Linked DNA regions of Sus scrofa: regions 1 and 2 are each linked to region 3. A link is a contact called in public promoter capture Hi-C data. All regions are on one chromosome and are shown on one strand. The core of a region is the stretch at or near the end of the contact, and the rest is flanking DNA. Distances in the headings are between cores, read along the strand shown. Region 1 holds the start of C13H21orf91 (protein EURL homolog). Region 2 holds the start of HSPA13 (heat shock 70 kDa protein 13). Region 3 holds the start of USP25 (ubiquitin carboxyl-terminal hydrolase 25).

Evidence for each region. Promoter capture Hi-C pulls out the DNA fragments that hold promoters and counts their contacts.
Region 1: a contact with region 3 is called in a promoter capture Hi-C map of fetal liver, with 2.9 times the contacts expected there. The contact joins the promoter of C13H21orf91 here to the promoter of USP25 in region 3. A contact is called at or near these places in 1 of 5 promoter capture datasets (fetal liver) and 1 of 2 datasets of contacts at active chromatin or transcription factors (alveolar macrophages).
Region 2: a contact with region 3 is called in a promoter capture Hi-C map of liver, with 3 times the contacts expected there. The contact joins the promoter of HSPA13 here to the promoter of USP25 in region 3. A contact is called at or near these places in 3 of 5 promoter capture datasets (fetal liver, fetal skeletal muscle and liver), 4 of 47 Hi-C or Micro-C datasets (blood, heart right ventricle, retroperitoneal adipose tissue and 1 more) and 2 of 2 datasets of contacts at active chromatin or transcription factors (alveolar macrophages and skeletal muscle).

What each region holds. Positions count from the first base shown.
Region 1 is chr13:182,407,639-182,410,338 of Sscrofa11.1, reverse strand. It overlaps C13H21orf91 (protein EURL homolog), which reads left to right and starts at 1,277. Exons shown (of 5, transcript XM_003483342.4): 1 at 1,277-1,396; 2 at 2,315-2,448. The coding sequence starts at 2,322. CHODL (chondrolectin) reads right to left here and starts at 1,219. Exons shown (of 10, transcript XM_013981213.2): 1 at 1,060-1,219.
Region 2 is chr13:179,320,039-179,322,738 of Sscrofa11.1, reverse strand. It overlaps HSPA13 (heat shock 70 kDa protein 13), which reads left to right and starts at 1,442. Exons shown (of 5, transcript XM_001924920.6): 1 at 1,442-1,570. The coding sequence starts at 1,546. LOC102161811 (a long non-coding RNA gene) reads right to left here and starts at 1,355. Exons shown (of 7, transcript XR_002338005.1): 1 at 1,225-1,355.
Region 3 is chr13:180,569,648-180,572,347 of Sscrofa11.1, reverse strand. USP25 (ubiquitin carboxyl-terminal hydrolase 25) reads right to left here and starts at 1,329. Exons shown (of 24, transcript XM_021070825.1): 1 at 841-1,329. The coding sequence starts at 885.

The DNA of each region.
Region 1 (2,700 bases), core at 28-2,527, 1.8 Mb before region 3:
ATATTTTAGTCATATTGATCTAGAATGTGAAATTCAAATAGAAAACACACACACTATTCTATTTCAATTACATCGTCTCAAACAAATGTACACAGGAATCAAGACCTGGGAATCCTGTTAAAATGCAGGTTCTGATCAGAAGTCTTGGCTGAGACTTGATCGTCTACATTTCTAACAAGATACCAGGAAAGTGAGGCCATTGAGGCTGGTTCATTTCCTACACTTTATGTAGCAAGAACACAGATCACTTCTCTTAGTCACTGATGGTTTACATCAAATGCAAATTTGATCTAGAAATTCTCAAGATCTGTAGAATCCATTCCTACCACCAATCACATGTAGGTTAACATCCTAATCCCCTTCCTCTGTGTTAGTGTATCCGATACAGTGTAACCAATACAGAGCATTTGTGATGCTCTGGAAAATAACCATCGGCAGCCTTGTGTTCAAGTCCCAGCTGTTTCTAACCAACTGATAATCTGGTAGTCATTTTTCGGATGCCAAAAAAAAAAAAAAAAGAGAGAGAGAGAGAGAGAGAACTCTTCTCTTTTCTCTTCTCTAGACTGAAGTTTACAATAGAAAATGTAAGTGAAAGTATTACATGAATTATAATCTTTAAAAAATAAGAATGGCATAAAATGTCAAGCCAAGCCGGAAAAGATCTTAAGTGCCACAGTTTTTTTAAATGAGAGGTGGGGCTCCGGGATTATCCTCGTGGGCGTACAAAGAATGAGCCGTATTTCAGGGGAGGGGCGCCCCATTTCTATAACAATCTGTAAAAAAAATAAGGTTCTGAATTTGAAATTATCTCCAAATTATGAAACCTGAAACATGAACTCTTCCCTCATTAGATACTTCAACTGGTACATAACTGAAAGTTCAGCGACACTATTTTGCTCCAGTCTACCGATGTCACACAAAGTTCTACCCGCATCTCAGTCCCTCGCTCGCATACACTCGCCTCTTTTCTGCCCCCGCCCCCCGCGGCCCCCGCCCGGGGGCAGCAGTTTCCACTACGCGAAAAGGGGGAGGTGGTAACGGACTCCTCTATCTACTTGCCTCGAGGAGGGGGCGTGTGAGGAGCCACCTTCCGCAGAACGGTAAGGGACCTGAGCCCAGAGACCCAGAAGCAGGAGAAAATCCGAGTTGAGAACTCGGCGTCGGTGCAGCAGGGGGGCGGGGGGCAGCCGGCGCTGCTGAGCTAGCGCGCAGCTCTCCTCTGGGCCGCGCCGCCCCTCCATCCCCCCCAGAGCCTCGGAGGGATGGCACCGGCGGGAGGGGGCGGGGCCGGTGCGCGGCCGTCTTCGCTGCCGCTGCCGCCCGCGCTGCGGCCGGAAACAATAGTGGAAGAGTCCGAGCCGCGCGGATCGGCTGCGGCGGCGCGCGAGGCTGGACGGTAAAGACCCCGCTGCCCTGACCCCGACCCGCCTGCGCCCGGGTCCCCGGCCCCGCGGTCCCGCCGCCTTTGCACTCTGAGCTCCGTGGACCCTGGCGCTATTCCGCGCCTGGCGCCAGGGCGGACGGTCAAAGAGACGTCCGGGGACCGCGGCACCCCGAGGGTCAGCCGCTTGCCCCCAACCCCAGAGACCGGGAGGGAACCCGGCTCCCCGAGGCGCCCAGTCTGGGCGGACTGGCTGCGGTGGCCCTCGAACGCTTTCTCCCTGAGTGGGATGAAGCCCGGGGCGAAGGGACACGGCAGTCCCGTCCCGTCTGCCAGGCTCCGGGACCCTTGGCCTGGCCTGGCCACCCCGCCTCCGGCCGTGCCAAGCAGCACAGCGGAGCCGCTGCCGGGCCTTCCGTGTGGATGCTTTGGACACAGGCGGGACCCACTCCCCAGTGTTCGCTTTTCCACGTGCATTTTCCTGCCTCGGATCTCAGGATAGGAAACCTCGCCACGCCGAGCTAGCGAAACGCATCTCAGGTTCCCACAACGAAGTTAGCGAAGCAGTGTCCCGAGCGGATTGTTCTCCCTACGTTTAACAGGGTGAAGTAGGTTGCGGACCCTGAGAGCTGCATAGGCCTCTCTACTAAGCTCTTTCTTTCTGTGCCTCGTCCGCGATGGGGTGGGGGCGGACTAGAATACCTGAAAACTGCTTTCTGGCAGATATCCTCAATCAAAAACAGGACCAAGAAAGGTACTTAGGCATAGTGTGACTTAATAAAAGTGAAATATTTAAGTACAAGTATGGCGATGTTTGATGGGGCTGTTGTATTAGATAAATTGAGCAGCGTCCTCTCTTCCTAGAAGTTCCTGATGTTGCTGTAATGGCGAGTTCTTGAAATTGTGTAACTTTCCTTTTTTGTTTCTTAATAGGGACACTATGAACGAAGAGGAGCAGTTTGTAAACATTGATTTGAATGATGACAACATTTGCAGTGTTTGTAAACTGGGAACAGATAAAGAAACACTCTCCTTCTGCCACGTTTGTTTTGAACTAAATATTGATGGTAAGGATACAGTATAGATTCATTTTATGGCATGACCTTTACAGAACTACTTTATGCTGAACTAGTTATAAGGTTAAACTAAAGTTTCTTGAATGGTTGGAAATTTTGTCACGTATGTAGTGTGGAGATCTGTTAAAGATAAGGGTTTCTGGAAATGAAGCTGAAGTTAACACAGCTGTGAATTTAAGAGAAACCTTTTTTTTTTTTTTTTAACTCCCACAGTATTAATCACAGTTTCGATAATGTAAAAAT
Region 2 (2,700 bases), core at 193-2,692, 1.2 Mb after region 3:
TCCCTTTTACTCTATAGAGTAGGCTTAGACATATCCTCTTGCACTAAGCCTCCTCTTGAAGATAAAATTATACAGCCTTTATTCAATTCTGTTTCTGCCCTATGTCCATATTGCAATTGTGTTATACATCATAATAAATTACATTTATGTGTTTACCTTCTTTCTCTCCTGGTTGTTACTAGCGGCTAACACTGTGCTCAATAAATGATTTTCATGAATTAAGTGTTTGAATTATGCATTCTTCCTAAGGAAATGAGAGAGAATAGTATTCACAATAAATATATATACACTTTTTATTCTTTGCATTATGAAATACTTTTTAAAAATACACAAAAGTGGAGACAACATTATAATGAATCCCCATGAAACATAATTCAGTTTCAGCAACTATCAATATTTTCATACATATTTTTAAATCTTCTAGAAATCCAGTGGCAGATTATTCCCCTAGCAGGCTGACCTCTTGTCAACGGGATTGTTTGACTTATAATTAAGGTGAGGAAATAGATTTCAAGTCTCCGGGTCATAGTTTTAACGAACTTCAACTGCAGTAATGGACAAAATACTCTCAGAAGGCGCCAATTAAGTACTACCAGTGACCACGAAGCGAGAAAAATCGCGTCTGTTAAAGAGACTATAACCAGAAAAACGCTTCCCAAGTGTCCTGAATGTCCACAGCATGTTATGGGATCTGTGTATGAATGAAACCATTCCTATCACTTATGACTTAAGAGAAAGCTAGGGTATTTTGTTTAGATTTTTGTTTTCTTAGGCCACCTCAGTGTTAGCAATAGAGAAAATGTGTGTGTCCCCCACCACCTTTGGATAAATCTGACTGAAGACTTCCTGAATTCATTTTTCTCAAAACAAAAGCAGAGGACCGATGATCTTTAGGGAGTTACAGGGACGCCCGCCCCTGCTTCCCCCTTCGCCTGCCCGCACTGCGGCAGGGCCTCTTCTAGGGATGCTGGGGGCGCGGGGCGGAGCGGGGGGGGGGGTACGTTTACGCACCCGCATCTGGAATCTAAGATTCAAGGCAAAACAGCATGCTTCAAAAGCTAGTATCTACAACATAACAAAGGCTGGACCCTGGGCCTGCTTAGCGACATCACCAAAACGCAGTAACCTAACGGTCCTCACTCTCCCACAGGCGAGCGCAGAGAGGCCAAAACTACCCTTCCCAGAATGCAAAGCTGTGGGGCGGTGCTAAAGGAGAGTTTTTACCTCAATTTGGCTCGAGGCCCTTCAGGTTTGCTGGGTAAACCCAGTCCCTCCGCTCTGCTCTCCTCCAGCTCAGCCTAATTGGCTCGGTCGTCCGTGCGTGGGAGGGCGGCTCAGGCGTCACTGGCAGCGGTTGAATGGGGGCCCTTAGCTCCGCGTCCTCATGGTAAATGAAGTCCTTTCTCCAGCCGGCGGTGTAGTTTCTCCGGCCGCATCGCAGCAATTGGACTACATTTCCCAGGGAAGCGCGGGGCTGCCGGGGCGGTGTGGGGGCGGTGCCTCATATCTGGTACAGTCATCCCAAGCCTCTTCGGCGGGACTGTGATGGCTGGAGAGATGACGATCTTAGGTCAGTGACCGGGGTCTCTGAGGTTGTTTCGGGCACCGGAGCGGTTTGGGGAGGCCGGGCTGGAGGAGGCGGTTGTCGTATGTGCTGGATCCCGCTGGCGCAGCTGGAAGGGCGCCAGAAAGATGACTTAGAGGCGGTTTGGGGCTGTTTGCGACGTCGGGTTGGGGGTCTCTTCTAGGAAGGCCTGGGCCGCAGTAGGCCCAGGTAGGGCTGGCGGCCATCCTCTGCGTACATTCCAGGGACCTCGGGCATTGGGAAGAATTCTTTTCTAGAGAATGTCGATCTTTGAATCTTTGGTTGAATAGGGGCTTTTGAGAGGCTGCCAGAATGTGCGTCTCCTAGACCCCTTTGTGGAGGAAGGGGAGGAGCAAGCAGCAGCATCCTGACCTGTGGATTCCTGGGATGCTGGATTTTGAGAGGTCCGGGCCTCTTTGATGTATTGTCCAATGTTCTTTCCACCAATCTTGGAAGAAATTACCCTCTCGGGACGAGAAAGTGGTGAAATGCTTCGAAATGCGTATGTAGGAGCAAGAGGAAAGTGGGATTGGCACCTGATTTCATTTCTTTGAGTTATGTGTTGATGAGGATGAGCTAACAATTAGTTAAACTGACTCCTACAAATTGTCGTTTGGGGTTGTATGTAACATGGATGGACACAGGTGTATAACACAGTGTCCTGAAGCCAAATAAAAGATTAATTGTAAATTTAAAGCGGCCTCTTTCTTCATCACCCATGTATACAATTTTCATGGCTTTGGTTCATACATATTTTTTTTTCCATCAATTAATATTTATTGAACAATCTGAAGTTGGCTAGGGACCATTCTTGGTGCAGGGAATACAATGATAAACGAAACCTGACTTTAAGGAGCTTTGTGTTTTCATCAGGGTTACATACTTTTATTATTCTCCTTCCCTAAATATCTGTAAGAAGTATTTCCTTAATTCATATTTAATACAGAAAAAGGTAACTATGTTCTGTTATGAAGTGACAGTTTAATGTCTAAGCAACTTCCAAAATTATTTTAATACAGCTTATTCATTTCATCCTTTTGAAAGGAAAAAAGAGGGGGATAAAGAGGTTTAACCTTTAACAACAGGTTTTGCTGTGAAAATGTTAACAATAATGA
Region 3 (2,700 bases), core at 80-2,579:
AAAAAAAATTAAGTCATAGCCAACTACTCTTCTGGATATGGTGCAAGCCATGATAGTGCATTTGAGATTCGGAAAGCAAAATCTGGGGGGGGGAAGCATCTCTCACTGCTTACTGTAGAAGATCTGAAGCTTCACAAACCCACATTTTTTTTTAACTTAAGTGAGTGACCATTTGAATGTGTTACAAGGTCAAACTTAGGGGACAAACGATTCCTGGACTAAACATGGCCAGTTTCTATATTCAGGGAGAAAAAAAGAAAAAAAGAAACATAACAAAACAAAGAAAAAGAAAAAGAAAAAAAGAAAAAAGGGAACGAACCAAACCCTCTACTTTTACATTGAATCCACCTGGTTAACGTACCTGCCCCGCCAGGCAGGCAATTCAATTCTGGTGGAGACCTTTTTGCAAAATAGCAGGCCTGGAATGCTCCTCCCTTGAAAATAAAAACTGTGTTCGGAAAGGGTGACAACCTGGCTATTTCTTCTTTTTTAAAGAGGAGGAAGATAAAGTTTAATTAAGAAGTCAGAGAGAGGAGTGTAGGAATGCGAGGTCGCTCTCAATAAACACCCGGCACCGTCTGTTACAGGAAAACAATCGGCGAGAAGGAACTGGAGTGAAACCCGCTAACTACACCTCGCTTTCCACACACAGCCCGGAACTGGGCGCTTCGCCCCCAAGAAGGGTAGGGCGGCGGGGAGCGGGGAGCGGGGGGGACGCCGGGGCAGCCGAGGCCGGGGCGGCGGCGAGGGAGACCGGGGAGCTCCCAGCCGAGGCGGGCCAGGCGGCACGTCGGAAGGAGGAGCCGGGCTGGGCCGCGCCGGCTCGCGGGCTCGCCTCACCTTCTGCGCCGCGCTCTGCTGCAGCACGTTCTGCTCCACGGTCATGGCCCCCGCGGCGCCGGCGGCGACACAGGCAACGGGGTCCGGCTCCTCGTGCCTCCGCCGGCCCTGGCAGCCGCGCTCCGCCGAGCTCCAGGGAGCGGCGCGGACGGCGGGGGAAAACAGCGCCCCCGCCAGCCAGGCGCGAAGGCGATGGCGGCCGGCGTGCGCGGGCACCGGGGGTGGCGGCGAGGTGCGGACAGGGAGGGCCACGGCGGCGGCCCCACGACTCCGCGCGGCCCGCCTTAGCGCGGCTCGTCGGCCCCGGCCCGGGCCATGAGCTGGCGGCCGACGCTGGGGCGCGGGAGGGCGCAAGCAAGCCCGGACGCGTCACGGGCGCGCGCGCGCGCGCTCCTTCACTGGCGGCTCGCGGGCCACTGCGGGGAAGGGAGAGGGGACAGAGGGAGCGGCCGGCCGGAATGGCGCTGTCCTCCTCCCTCCGCGACTCCTCCTCCCTTCCCCTCCCCCAGCCGCCGTCACCGCCCCCGCCCGGCAGCTCCTCCCCCGCCGAGCCCCGCCCGCCGGCCGCCCTAACCCTACATTGTGACCCACAGGGCGGCGGGCGGGGGCGGGGCCGCCCGGGAGCACGCCCCCATCACGCCGCTCCCGGGGCGGGGCGGGGAAACGCCACGCGGGCCGGGCCTCGGAGCTGCCCCTGCGGCAGGTTGCGCGACGCCTTCCCTTGACTCTGCAAAGCTTCCAGCCGAGGCCCGAGGGCAGCGTTCGTCTCTGTGCCCTGGGTTTGTCGGACTGCTGGGTTTCTGAACTCCTCCAGGACCAAACGTTTTCCTGCTAGCCCCGTAACGTCCCCCAAACGCCTTCTGTCCGGAATCCTGGCTCCTTTCTGTATCTCCAGTCTTCTCCCCAGGCCTTTCTAGGAATTTCACTAGCAGTAAACTTGCCCGTAGGGAAAAGTCAAGTGTAATTTAAGCAAAAGGCTGTCAGAAGTCTTTATGCTAGAATGTACATTTCTCCTTAAGTAATCATTATATAAATGAATATTGATATTCTTTGTCTACTTCTTTCATTCAATTATGTGCCAGTCACTGCTAGGCTCTGAGAAATAAGGTTCATTTTCCGATAATTTGATGTAAATGAAATATAGTCACTGTCTAGATGGTACATCATCTAATGTCCCAGTTGCCAAGCAAATTATCAATTAAACACCCTGCTTGGAATACCTGACTATATATGGAATTGTATGGAAAACCTACTGTTAAGAAAGCAATTTCTAGTCTCAAAAATATCTTGTTTCACTAGCTAATGTGGGGATAGGATATGAGGGTGCAGCAGTGGAAGGGAAAGAATAATCAGTGCATATTGTCACAAATATAATACACAAATATGCAAATGTAGGTATAATTTTTAATTTGAAAGAAAAGCAAGTTTGGCACATGATCACTGAAATATTATCTGGTTATATTTAATAATCATGGATCACAGTAACTCCTAAGCTTTTGTAATCAATCTCTACACTTTACAAACTGGCTTTACTCTGCACCTTAGATGTTTTCAACCACCTTTTGAGGTCTTTCCCTTGCATCTTCATGTTTATTTGCTCATTTGATCTTGACAGATTACAAATTTTATTTTATTGCTGTCTTACATTTCTGCCAGAAGAATTTGGAAAGTTGTGAAATGGCTGGAAACCCAGAATTTTAGGAATAATGTAACAGTTCTGACAGAATGAACAAAATTTTTATGAGAACACTGAGACCCAAAGAGGGTGACTTGTGAATGAATGCATACTAGAGTTCATTTTCTCCTCATTTATTGATGAATATTCTTTCCAACATATCAACTTTGCTTCTTTGTTTTATA